Regions from separate parts of the Mus musculus genome. Here regions 1 and 3 are each linked to region 2. The links are chromatin contacts, called in public Hi-C and HiChIP or PLAC-seq maps. All regions are on one chromosome and are shown on one strand. The core of a region is the stretch at or near the end of the contact, and the rest is flanking DNA. Distances in the headings are between cores, read along the strand shown. Region 1 has its middle 39 kb from the start of Gm41559. Region 2 overlaps Zfand3 (zinc finger, AN1-type domain 3). Region 3 overlaps Btbd9 (BTB (POZ) domain containing 9).

The links. A called contact is a pair of places that touch in the nucleus more often than the background predicts. HiChIP or PLAC-seq counts read pairs in DNA pulled down with a chosen protein or histone mark.
Region 1: an HNF4G HiChIP or PLAC-seq map of pancreatic cancer cells shows a contact between it and region 2. The contact joins two enhancer-like sites. A contact is called at or near these places in 2 of 484 Hi-C or Micro-C datasets (liver and nephron progenitors), 1 of 115 datasets of contacts at active chromatin or transcription factors (pancreatic cancer cells) and 1 of 9 other capture datasets (adipose tissue).
Region 3: a Hi-C map of liver shows a contact between it and region 2, with 2.0 times the contacts expected there. The contact joins two enhancer-like sites. A contact is called at or near these places in 1 of 484 Hi-C or Micro-C datasets (liver), 1 of 115 datasets of contacts at active chromatin or transcription factors (memory CD8 T cells) and 3 of 9 other capture datasets (adipose tissue, embryonic stem cells and embryonic trunk).

The regions. Positions count from the first base shown.
Region 1 is chr17:29,927,158-29,931,308 of GRCm38.p6, reverse strand. No RefSeq gene overlaps it. Among named protein-coding and RNA genes, the nearest start is that of Gm41559, 39 kb to the right of the region's middle. Within about 2 kb of position 2,423, at least 37 of the 459 cell types and tissues checked have an H3K27ac peak or open chromatin away from gene starts, as enhancers often do. A contact at or near this core is called in liver and pancreatic cancer cells, where this site is marked.
Region 2 is chr17:30,133,265-30,137,377 of GRCm38.p6, reverse strand. Zfand3 (zinc finger, AN1-type domain 3) reads right to left here. Exons shown (of 6, transcript NM_001356265.1): 3 at 1,873-2,055. Among named protein-coding and RNA genes, the nearest start is that of Zfand3, 130 kb to the right of the region's middle. Within about 2 kb of position 1,292, at least 43 of the 459 cell types and tissues checked have an H3K27ac peak or open chromatin away from gene starts, as enhancers often do. A contact at or near this core is called in liver and pancreatic cancer cells, where this site is marked.
Region 3 is chr17:30,359,584-30,364,088 of GRCm38.p6, reverse strand. The region is part of intron 6 of Btbd9 (BTB (POZ) domain containing 9); the gene reads left to right. Among named protein-coding and RNA genes, the nearest start is that of Btbd9, 210 kb to the left of the region's middle. Within about 2 kb of position 3,243, at least 22 of the 459 cell types and tissues checked have an H3K27ac peak or open chromatin away from gene starts, as enhancers often do. A contact at or near this core is called in liver, where this site is marked.

The DNA of each region.
Region 1 (4,151 bases), core at 1,174-3,673, 210 kb after region 2:
AAATATTTGCTGCAGTGAAACCGTGTGCCCTGCGGAAAGCAATCGCCCTAAATCGCCCCCTGACAGCCGTCCCGGTTCTTTGCTGCTACACAGATCTGCTTTCCTGTCTGCCTTCCACCCTGCTACCAGGGACAGTGGCTTCTAACCTGAAATGGGGAGATGCTAGGCCATACACTATGTCCTCTCCCAGGCCATGGGGTAGAGGACTGCAGGTGATGGATGGGTTGGAAGACTGATCGAGGCAGGCCTGTAAAGGGTGGGTCAAATAGCCAATGCTCTATGGCCCACTTAGAGCTGGAGACAGGTCCCAGGGTAAAGGACATCCTCCCGGGGCCAAAAGGCTGGTTAGGGTTTGATGATCTGGGAATTGGCAGAAGGCTGGATCTTTGGTGCCTTCAGCATCCTATGTTCGAGGAACCAAGACCCGCTTCACTGTGCACACTGTGTGCGCCTCTTCTGCTAGCAGCCATGGAGATCTCTCTGTGTAGGCAGAAGGGAGCGTGAGAACATGCTTAAGATACGTTATGTGGCATTCTCAGAGAATGAATAAAAACGTTGTTTTAAACAATGCTTATCTTTGTAAAGAGAAAGAGGAGGGGAGGAAGGGGAAGACTGGAAGAAGAGAGAAGAGAGGGAGGGCGAAAAGGAGGAAGAAGAGAAGGAGAAGAGATAGGAAGAGGATGAGGGAGGGGAGAATGAAAGGAAGAAGAGGGGGAAAGGAGGAAAGAGAGGAAGAAGAGGGAAGGAAGGAAGGAAAGAAAGAGGAGTGGGAGGGGAGATGGGAGAGGAGCATAAAAGGACAAAGAGGAGGAAGGGTAGGAGGATGGAAGAGAGGGAGGAAGGAGGGGAAGGAGAAAGAGAAGAAGAGCTAGGAGGGGGAAGAGGGAGAGAAAGAGGAAAGGAAAGAGAGGAGGAAGGGAAGAAAGAGGAAGAAGAGGGAAGGAAGGAAGGAAGGAGGGAAGGAAGGAAGGAAGGAAGGAAGGAAGGAAGGAAGGAAAGAGGAGGAGGGGGAAGAATGGAAGGAGAGGAGGATGGGAGAAAGGGAGGAAGGAGAGAAGGAGGAAGGGGAGGAGGAGGAGGGGGTGAGGAACGGAAGGCCTTTTCCAATCTGCAAAATCATTCAAATAGGAGCAGCCCATCCTGCCTTCGAGGCTTACAGCTCGCCCAGACCCAAAGGTCCCATTTGGTCAAAGAGCTCACTCCTTTGGCCCCCAGCAGGCTTACTTCCTGGAATTCAGCCTGCTGCTGTATCTACCTGGCCACAAGAACAGGGAGCTGGTGACTGCCAAACACCGGAAAAGTGAATACCTTTTATTAGGGGCACCATTCCCAGAGCTGGACAGCCCTCCCCGCACCAAAGAGCAGGGGAGCATGCTTAGGAGTGTTACTGGAGGAGGGAGATTCACACCTGAGCGTGGGGACCCTGTACAACCCACTGTGAAGAGCAGTACCAGGTCTCGTCCTACCCTCCTGAGGAGTCAGAGAGCAACCTCACCTCACCCCCCATAGCTCTCCCAAATTAGGCCACTGGAAGTGCCCCTAGGCTTCTGTAGTGCCCAGCCTCTCTCATTCAGGGGCATAGGAATGGGCTGAGTGGGCAGTCAGAATGCTGTTGAGCAGGCTCTAGCCGGAGACATGCCTGCCCCTCTCCCCCCATCACACAGATGAGCCATCTGGAAGCAGGAGGGCAGGAGGTTAACACCAAAGGTTGTGGAGCACCCACTAGGCCTCACCTCAACACTGGGATTGTGAGGTTGCGGGGAGGGGGGAGACGGCTGAGCTCCTTCTCTTGGGTCCCTCCATGTAGGGTGGGGAGGGAGCCAGTGAAGAGAGGTCTTCACAGCGTGCAGCCTCTTCTATAGATGGGCTGGTGCTCGCGCCTCTTCACCCCAAACCTTCCTCCATCAGACATGGCCTCCTGAAGGCCAGAGCCTATAGAACACACATTCTATGGGAGATGGAGACACACCCATGGAAAACATAACTTCTCCTTCATGGGCCTGGCTTCCTTCACTGAACTAGTCACCCAGCTTCTGCCTCAGGGACTACCTGGCGGGAGTACTAGGGTAGTAGTTGAAGGAGAAGAGGTGGCTTGTCCCTGTCCTGTCTCCAGCCCAGGGAGAGCCTGCCTCACCTTTCCGGGTTGTTTACCTTGGCCCGCTCCCTCTGCCCTGCTCTCCCAGCCGATCTGATTGCCGTAATTAGTTAATCAGTAACTGGCATAATTTCCCCCTGATTAATGCAGGAATAATCACCCGCCAGGGCTGCCAGCAATTTGCTTATCAGAGTCACTTTGAAACAGCTTTGAAAATGAGCGATTGGCACCTTCCTCGGGGTTAAAATTAGAGCCGGGGAGGCCGCCCTCTGCCGTGGGCGGCTGGGAGTGGCAGGCGGGACTGGCAGGGGAGCCTCCGCCCCAGTGTCTGGGGCAAGTGGTGTAGGTGACTGGCACAGTTCTGTGTCTGGCTGATCCAGACGGAGTGCTTACTGTAGGGAGGCGGATATTTGTGCTGGGGTGGCTCCCCGGTACAGGTGAGACAGGTTGGGGTGCCTCTGGAATGGAGCTGGCCCATGGGGGCGGGGCGGGGGGATCTGAACAGAGAGACCTTGGGGTGCCAGTCCAGGACAGACATGCTTTACACGGTAGTAGTAATAATAATAACAACAGCATCAACAATAGCGAACCAGTCACTTTCAGTTTGTTTATTTGTTTATGTCTTTGTTGTTTTGTTTTATTGACACAGTTTCTGTGTGTAGCCCTAACTATCCTGGAACTCACTCTCTAGACCAGGCTGGCCTTGAACTCAGAGATCCGATTGCCTCTGCTTCCCAAGTGCTGGGGCTAAAGGTGTGCACCATTATGCCCAGTTTATGTTTTTATGGTTCCAGGGATGAAACCCAGGGCTCTGCATAATCCAGGCAAGCACTGAACCCCTAAGCCATACACACATCCCCAGCAGAGAAATTGCTCCATTCTTTACATAAATTACCTCATTTAATCCTAGAGAGATGAAACTATCCTCCAAGTGAGCGCATCCACTGGACCAGAATCTGACTCTTTATTTATTTATTTTCACAAATTTACCTTTAATTAAGAAAAATTTCCCACGTGGGCAGAAACCATTGGGATAATGAGCTCTTATGAGCTCGCCGCCCACTTTCTACACGTCACCCGATGTCTCCCCAATTCTCTGTAACCACTCTTGTTAGTACTGGTATCTCTTTAAAACAGCTCCTGAAACAGTAGCGATCTCCCTGTAAAATGAGGCATGGGTAATCAGAGTCTCTGCCTCTTGGGGCTGTCCGGAAGTTTAATGAGCTCCTTTGTGGAGGTCTGAGGTAGATATCGAGCATCATTATTTTCAGAATGGAGGGTAGTTTGGCTGGGTGTTGAAATCTGTAGGGTCCAGAGGAGAAGAATCAGACAGAGATGGGGAATAAAGGCGGCCATAGCATGCTGGTATGTGCTCAGTCAGCTGGGACAAATGCTCACATGCTCACACTCGCAGGAAGTTACATGAAGTAGGTTTGTTACTCACAGACAGGTAGCAGAGGGTTAAAGAGGCGTGGCTTTGTGGAGAGCTGGGGGGGGGGGGGATAGGGTCTCTTCTATGCAAGGCCTACCTGCAGCATAACAGGAAGACCCTGGGAAACAGACAGCAGGGGTAATAATACACAAGAGACTAAAGCCCTGATGGACATCTGCTCTTGGGAGGGTCTGGAGAACTCATACGGTGCTGGAAGATCACACTTTGCCCAGACCACAGGGGCCCACAGCTGCTGAATCTGGGCAGGTTATACAACTATCTATAACAAATAAGCATCACTATTAAAGTAGTGTGTGGCCTGATCCTCGGCACCTACATGTCTATGTATATACAGGTATGTGCCCCCCCCCACCCCACTTGACCTCACTCCTGACTTGCAAATGAGCTGTTTTGTACACCCTGGCCATTGCTCTTGTCAGCAGGATGCAGACACAACATATCCTGCGTGTGTGCATTCTTGAGAGTCACGTGGAAGAAAGTGGGCATGGGTGGATCTAAGGCCACTTGGGGCACTGTCCTGCACAGAGGTGAATGAAGATTTCTGGGTGTTGGTTCCAGGTTTGCACACCTATGTCTTGCAGGAATGGAGAGGCAAGGCTGCTG
Region 2 (4,113 bases), core at 43-2,542:
AGGCTCTCTACTCTACTCTACTCTACGCTACCTCTATACAGCACTCTACATAAGTCCTAGCGAAAGCAATTATGTAAGGGAAGGAAAGGCCATCCAAACTAGAAAGGAGGAAGCAAAATTATCTACTTCCTTGACACACTGTTAACATCCTTCTTCTCTTCTGAAATGATTTTCACACCCTTCCTAGTTCCATTAAACAAGTTATAATATTAAAATCTCCTTTTCTGGAATGCTATAATCTATCCCTGTTCACAATACTGTCAGATTGCTCCTTCAAAAGGACAGTGACACTATCACTGTCTCTTCATTAGAACCACAGCTATTGTTCAAAGTCCCAGTAGCTTGACTGGACATTCATTCAAGCTTGGTAATCATTAACTTTCCAACTTCATTCTCCATGAATGAAGTCACTACCCAAGAGAAACTCCAGGCAGCTTTCCTCCACAGCTCACACTACATGTGTGAAGTGTCTCTTCACAGCATTCTGTCTTCAATACCATTTCTGAGTAAGCCAGTGCCTTTCAATAACACTTACTACAAACGCTGACCTACTAACATTAAGTATACACAGAATGTGTCCGGCTTCTAACCCCAGCATCCGGACAGAACTGGGCTGGATCACTTCCAGTGTAGAGTTGTCCTGTGCAATATAAGATGTTAGCAGTCCTCTCGTCTCTCAGCATTGCGTTGCTTTGAGAGGAAAAAGGGGAATAATCACTCCTCTTTGCCATCTTCTGATTTAAATTGAATGTCCCTGCTAAACAATAAACTCTCTAAAGATCTTCTGTTTTATATTCTCAATATAACTGAATATAATAACATGTGAAAGTATTAAACAAATTATTTTTTTCCCTGCTAACCTTCCCCAAATTAGTAGACTTGATAACCTAAACTATTACATTTCTAAATACCCATTAAGCTTGAAACATAAATTCCAACCTTAAGGAAAGCATAAGAGGCAAATACTATGAGTTACATTGTGTCCCACAAGAAATCATTGTAGCATTATAACGACTATGTATCACATACAAGGGTAACAAGAGGACCAGTGGTATGGCTAGGCACTTATACACAGGATTGGCTAACTGGGTTCAATCCCCAGGCCCCTTAGCCTAACAGGAGAGAACGATACATACCTACTCGCTTACATCCTCATATTCAAAACACACACATTCGCAAATGCACGCAGTAAAATATTAAACAAGAATAAAAGTATCTCCTACTTTCTTCACACAGCCTGTGCTTTTATTACCTAAGTGTAAACTTAGTCAAGGCCAGTTAGCAGAGGCAAGAGTCCAATCTAAGTCTAGGTCAGGCTGACGTTCCCAAGACTGGTGATTCTAAATGCTTGCTGTACAGCAGAATTCTCCATAGACTTTAAAGGCTGAATCTTTGAGCTTCCTTCTCTTTGAAGAGTTAAATTAGGCTCAAGGATGATAATAAAAAACTAAAATTGTTTGTTAAATCCTCGGTGGAGAGCTGATGAAATATGTCCATGTTGTCATGCAGCCCTGATGACCCGAGTTCCAATCCTGGTGGAAGCAGAGAACTGACTCCAGCACACTGTCCTCTGCCCTCTATGATAACCATGCAAGTGCACTACATGCACAAGTCTTTCAAAAATGCAATAAAAAAGATTGCTTTAAATTTCCCCAGTGAGTTCTAATGTGAAGGCAGAGCTGATAACCGCTGGAAGGCTAGTCCTAAGAAGACCTCACCTTCTCTGGAGTGGCTGCACTTACTGACTTGCACAGCACAGCATTCCACACCCACACATTTGTCTTAAACAGAATCTGAGTTAAGCCTTCCTGAGCAAGGCTCTCACGCTGATGCTCCTGGGCTGCTCTAAGGCTCTCACAGATAGAGACTTACATTCCTCTGTACTCGGTGAAGTTACATTCAGTTCTGTCGGGAGCGACTGCTGGCTGGGACTAAGAGTTGGCGTGGTTACAGAGGTATTGTTGTTGTCACTGGTGGTCTCTTCGGAAAACAAATCTGATTGGCTGTTACTTGTACTTGGGGTGGAATCATCATCTGGTTGTTTCTTTTGAAAATCTACAGAAAAAAGGGTAAGAAAACTGGTTAATTACGGCCCTTACATCAGAGCAACCACTAGAAAACATTAATGTTAGGGTCAGAGTCACATGAAACATGGAGGAAGGCCACTGTGGTAACTAAAAGCAAAGTGCAGAAGTGAATGGCTGATGAAAAAGCAAACATAAAACCACGGGCATGATTTAAACTTTCAAGTTATATATTAACACCCTCTGTGGTTCAGATAAGGATAGACATTGATTTTAATACTGAACTTTGAATACACAAAGATGTTCTTAAGAGTAATCAGTAGAAAGGGGAGGGGGAGATTGAGACCTATCGGTGAGAGGTCAGAAGGAAAATAGCAGCACAAAAAAATAGCTCCCTAAACAAAAAACACATTAAAAATGGCAGAAATCAGTGGGTGCACATATATTATCAGTAATGAGGATAGATGTAAAAGAAATGACCACAACAGCGAAAAGAAATGGGCTGCATTTAGTTTACAACAGACATAAAAACACAAGGAGGTTGGTTTTCTAATTAGTGTTCAATTCAAGCTGACAACACAGCTCCTGCCCTCAGGCACAGAGCAGGCATGGATAGGAAGAGCCCCCACCCCAGGACTCAGGGAGGGGCCAGCAGGTCAAGCCCACCCAGTCCTGTGCTGTTTCTTTCCTGTATATATCTCCTAGACAATTTTTTTTCTTTTTTTTTCCCCCCACTTTTTGCAAACCCTTGTGTTGAGGGCTGACTTTTAATAGATCACAGTGAGGGAGCTGCTCTGCTATGTATGAAACCTCGACCCAGAAGAAGGTCCTCTACGAATGGTTTAGCACCAAGTTCTACACGAACGTGTGTTCAGTATGATGGAGACACTTTCTTATTCAGTGTTTTGACAAATTAAAAATGATTTATTTCAGTATTATTATTTGTCAATTATCAAGAAAATGCTATATAAATACGATAAAATAATGCCCTTTGCATGTTATAAGATAAAATATAAAACTTTGCCAGGCGTGGTGGTGCACGCCTTTAATCCCAGCACTCGGGAGGCAGAGGCAAGTGGATTTCTGAGTTCGAGGCCAACCTGGTCTACAGAGTGAGTTTCAGGACAGCCAGGGCCGTACAAAGAAACTCTGTCTTGAAAAACCCAATATATATAAAAACTTTTATACCATCTTATTAGTACACCTATATCAAAGGTTAGTGTCTTCCCACAACCATATTCCACACAAAAGGAAATGTTACGAGGCCAAAACGACATGAAATAGAATCTAGTACACATTGAAATGGAACCTAGTAGAGTCCTCAACTCCTTGAGACAGACAGATACCAACTTTACTCAGGCACAAGAAACTGGAAATGCTTGTGCCCCTGGGTCAGCGTACCTTCCCTGCTGCCCCCTGCCCGCCTGCTTCAGAGCATGGCTCGGCGCATTCATTTCACGAAGCACCTGCTTCCTGACCCACACCCAGAGAGGACTAAAGCAGGAAGACTCAAGAACTCCCCGCCCCCCAGAAGGTGACGGGGCGTCCTAGCGTTGCCCCGGAAGGCAGTGATAACCAAGGGTCCACAGACAGCTGCTGCTTCTTGCTTCTGGTCAGGGCCTAACGTTTGCAAAACTTGTTTTTCTATAATTCTAAAATAAACAGGAAAGCTAGACTCCGTTACCACACATGAGGAAATCAGGACCAGCACTCCTTGCTTTTTACCAGTGCTGTTAATGGTATACTCAAAAGTATAAATCTATCAGCTAATCCACTTCATTGTTGCTACTCACTTTCAGAAATTCTCACCATCTAAGCATGAGTTTCTGAAAGGAGATCAATCAATTGGGAAGAAAGGAAGCTTGTTTTTAAAGACATAACATACAATGTCAAGTTCTCACTGCAAAGCAGCCTGCGAGGTCCAGGCCCACCACACCAGTGAATAAGAACCCTGGTACTGTTTTTACCAGTTAGCAACAAGATGGAAACACTCTGCTGAGCCATCACTGAGAAAATCCAAAGTTCAAAATAAAATAAAATAAAATAAAATAAAATAAAATAAAATAAAATGCTAGACCTGTGCATAATG
Region 3 (4,505 bases), core at 1,994-4,493, 220 kb before region 2:
GGGGGAGGAAGATGGAACTTTCTTTTTCAAATAATTTGTTTTAAACTGAAAGCATTTTCATTAATTACTTCTTGATTCTGTTGATTATGCCAAAATGAGACATTTCAGGGAGATATAGATAATTCTTTTCTTAGGTTATCATAAGTTAAAATGCTGCTTGGTTTTAAACGGCACGATTATCCAGAAATTTCTGAGTATTCATAAGCCTGGCTCTGAAGTTACAGACTGTAACTTTCCTGTGTCTTCTACATTTATGCTGTTGGATGCTTAATAAGCTTTTTTTTTAAAAAAAAAAAAAAAAAAGAAAAGGTATGAAGTCACAGGTAGATTGAGAGGTAGGAGGAGTGGGTATGGATCTGGGAGTGAGGGGTGAGTATGAGCAGAATATCTTATTTATAAAAATGCCTAAAAGAGAAAGAAAAAGAAAGGCTGCAGCTAAGCCTGGGGGGGGGGGGGGGAGAGGAAGGGTGAGAACAATATGAGTGAGTACAGGTTCCTTCAGAAACGTGTGACCGCAAGACGGAAGACAAATACCGGGAGTGTTTACACCCTTGAACTTTGGCACATTTAGCCCTTCAAAGGTTTAAAAACAGTGCACATTATTTCAACAGTACATGAAAGATTAGGTTTAGCAGATAAAAACAATGTGTAAAACAGGAGTTCGAACAAAAACTAACAAGCTTATTTTTCAGATAGATTCTAGGCATGGAAGTGTTAAATGCTGCTTACTGTAACGTCTTTGCAGCATCCTTTTATCTTTGATTTTTAATGATATTAGCTGTAGCTCTGAATTTTAACCTAGTGTTACGCTTCTCCCTGTCTTCTAGCATTAAGAGTAGAAAGAATGCTTTTCTGAAGTCAGATTTCACACTTTTCATAAAAAGGCAGTGGTGGTGCACGCCTTTAATCCCAGCACTCGGGAGGCAGAGGCAGGCGGATTTCTGAGTTCGAGGCCAGCCTGGTCTACAAAGTGAGTTCCAGGACAGCCAAGGCTACACAAAGAAACCCTGTCTCGAACAAAAAGAAGAAGAAAGAAAGAAAGAAAATAGAAAAAAAGAAGATGAAAAGGAAACTGCTGTGTGTGTGGGTGCACCCCTTTAATCTCAGCACTCAGTAGGCAGAAGCAGGTGGATCTCTGTGAGTTTGAGTCTAGCCTGGTCTACAGTTCAGGATAACCAGGGCTACTTAGAGAAACCCTGTCTCAAATGCCCCTCCTAAAAAAGGAACTATCATAATACATCCCTGCCCACCCTATGTGTGGTGTGTGTGTGTGTTGTGTATTTAAGTAATGTACTAATAATGTGAAAATACAGGGATGACTGGTCATGATTTCTGTATTCAGTGAACGTAATATCTTATTAATTCTGGTCCAATTCAGAGAAATAAATCAGTGCACAAAATACTACTACCCCAGAGCAGAAAGACTGCAGGTCTGAGTAATTATGTGAGGTGGGATCTGTTTACTGATCACTCTGTGAGCTCCCTGAATCCTAGGTCACTCTCAGGGGTGTCCAGGGGATCTGGAAAGAACAAACCAGTGCATTTTACTTTTGACTTCATGAGGCTATGTAGCCTCCTGAAGAGAGGAGCGCTGTCCTCAGCAAGTGCTGCTTACTGTGTCTGGTGCTGGTGAGCACATAAACAGTCCTTAAGCTGCGGAAGAGCTGACTGAGCCTCCCTCTCCCTTCCCTGTGGAGGAAGGAAAGCAGACAGGTTCAGCAGGGAAGCCGGGGTGGGGTGGGATGGAGGAACCCAAGGCTCTGTGCATGCTAAACCCCCGGGCCTGATTAGCATTTCCATAAACTCTGGCAGCCGGTGTTATATTTGTGTCCTGGCAAGTATAAGAGTCTGCTGGCTGCAGAGGAGCTGTGAATGCATCAGTGGTAGTGAGACACACACCTGTGTCAGGTTGGGAGGTTCTTGGGAGGACGAGCACACATAGGGTGCTAAGTGCTTCAGTGGCTCAGCTTGAGGGTACTAAGCACTTAGCACCCCATGTGTGATTTTGGTGTCAGTGCTGAAGAAGTCAAGAACATACTCTCTTTCAAAAAGAAAATAAACACAAAGAATGATTTGTTGCTCTTGAAAATATGGATGGACATGGTCTTACAGTTTCATACTTTAAAGCATATGTGAGCCTTTTTTTTTTTTTTTTCTTGGAGGATCTGTAGATTGATGGAGCAAGATTTTCTTCCAACTGGATAGCAATACGTTTGACTTTTAGAAAATGAGTTATGTCAGTCCACGCCAAGCCAGTGAAACCCCACCTCACAGCTGCAGAAATAGCCCGGGGAAGTGACAAATTAGTGTTCCTCATCAGCCTGTGATTAGGCTTAGCATCTTTTAATAACGAATGTGACTCTGCATTGGAAGAGGATAAACTGGCAGTTTTTACAAAGATAGAGTCTCCCAGGAATTTTGGTGATATTTAAATTTTAATTACTTTAGATGTGGGGCTATGAGAATGCTGAAGGTATGGCTAAAAATCCTGTCACTCAGGGCTCCAGAGATGCTTTTTCCTTGATGGCATGTGTGACTGCTGATCTAGGAGAGAGCCATGTGTACACTGTGATGCCCGTGGGATTTGCAAGGTGGGGAGCAGCTCATTGAAACTACTTACTAACGTTGAGCCATTGCGACTTCTTTTTCTTTTTGTGTTATTACTCTGTGCATAAAACCATCCCTCTTGGTCTTATATTTGTTGTCTAAAACTTATATTAGTCTTTCCCTTCATTTTTATGAAAATTAAATTAGCCATTGAGACAAAAAGGGGCATAAGGAATAAGGACATTCAAATGTTTCTTATCACAGTTAGGTGCAGGGAAGAACGGTCTGGAGGCATTAAAGAATGGCCATGGCTGCTTACAGGAGTCACTGTGGTGCATTTCTGAGCTAGCCTTGTCTACATTATTTTGAGTATGCTGACATGCAGAGTACAGATAGTAGAGTCTATGGCTTCAGGAAGACACACAGGCGAGAGCAGCAGCCTGTCCTTCAGTAATGGATCATGGCTATCAAAGTGACCTTGAGAAGTGCCCATCTCATACACCCCATGTTCCTGCACATGACTGTGTATCACCCTGGGCAGAGCAGGCCTGTCTTGTCTGCTGCTGGATGAGCTCTGGGAGTCCTCCAGGTGTTCTGTGCCCACCACACCAGGCTGCTTCTCCTCACTGCTGCTTCACTGCTGGATACTTGCAGAGTGAATTTCTGTTCTTTAGGAAGAGAGCCAAAGTTCAACTCTTGCACAATAAAGGGTGTCATCTGTGCACAGTCCACAGAATGGTAAATTGTCCTGGGCTGTACAGATCCTCTTTCAGTAAACTAATACTGCTGAGATCCATTAGAGCCACGGGGGCTGCCAACTCCTTACATCCAGACTCATCAACTTGGTTTTTGCTGACCACACAGTCAGCAAGAGCAATGTGATAAGCCTTGGATGATAAACATGGTTCTGTTACAGAGACACAATGGATCACAGCCGAGAAGAGAAAATGTTTTAGATGAGGAAAATAAATGCCAGGAGCAAGGTCCTTCTGGATGAGAGCAAGGCCTTCTGGTTCTAAGAGTCCTGTTTCCTGTGTGAAATCTGGAAAGGAGGAGGAAACAAACAAACAAACAAACAATGGCAAAAGTGTCCTTAATGTTTCACATCAACCTTCAGCCTCAGGCTCCTGCAAGTTTGCAAACAATACCAGGGAAACCTTTGACTCCAAAGCATTAAAGGCAGACTTCAGTGCTTGCTTAATAGAGTAGAGGCATTTGTTGCAATGAAATGCAGATCTTCTGCTAGTGGGGATTTATTGTGCTGCTATAGCGTCTTTATTATTTCCTATAAAATACAATCTGATGTAAAAATAACTGGTCCTGTGACACTTACAAGGTTGAATCTGATGGGATGTCCATTGCAGATGAATGGCCCTGTGAATAATTTATGTGTATTGTCACTTCTGTGTGGATTCTCTTAGACCCACGGTAATTAGCAATAAGTTCTAAGGTAAACCAGGGAGTAGAAGTACCAGAAAGTCATGTAGGTTAGTGAGCTCTATTGATCCTTTAAAATAACTCCATAGTAGCGACCATGGGAAAAGAGCCAGTGTTTTTCCAAGTCTGATTAATAGCTGATTTAATTCATAAGCCTTAAGCCCAAAGCAAAGATTCATTTGTTTTCAATTCTGTTTTATGATTTTTGGAGCATTGGAGCTTGGGTAGTTTATTTAAATGAGGTACATTTATGACTTTTAATATGATTGTCCTCCCATTTACACAGAAAGTAATATATTATATTCAAGGAGGCAGGTCTAATGAGTAATAGTGGTCATGAAATAAAAGAAAGTGATATGGATTCCATACTGGATGTCACTTTGCCATCGCAGACACACTTAAGTCTTTTATATTACAAGGAGCTAAAAGTTACCCAGATGAAAGCAAAGTGGAATTTATAATCAGGGAGCAGGGAGGGCTGATGGAACCAAGGCAGGAAATGAGCACAAGCCTCATTAGAG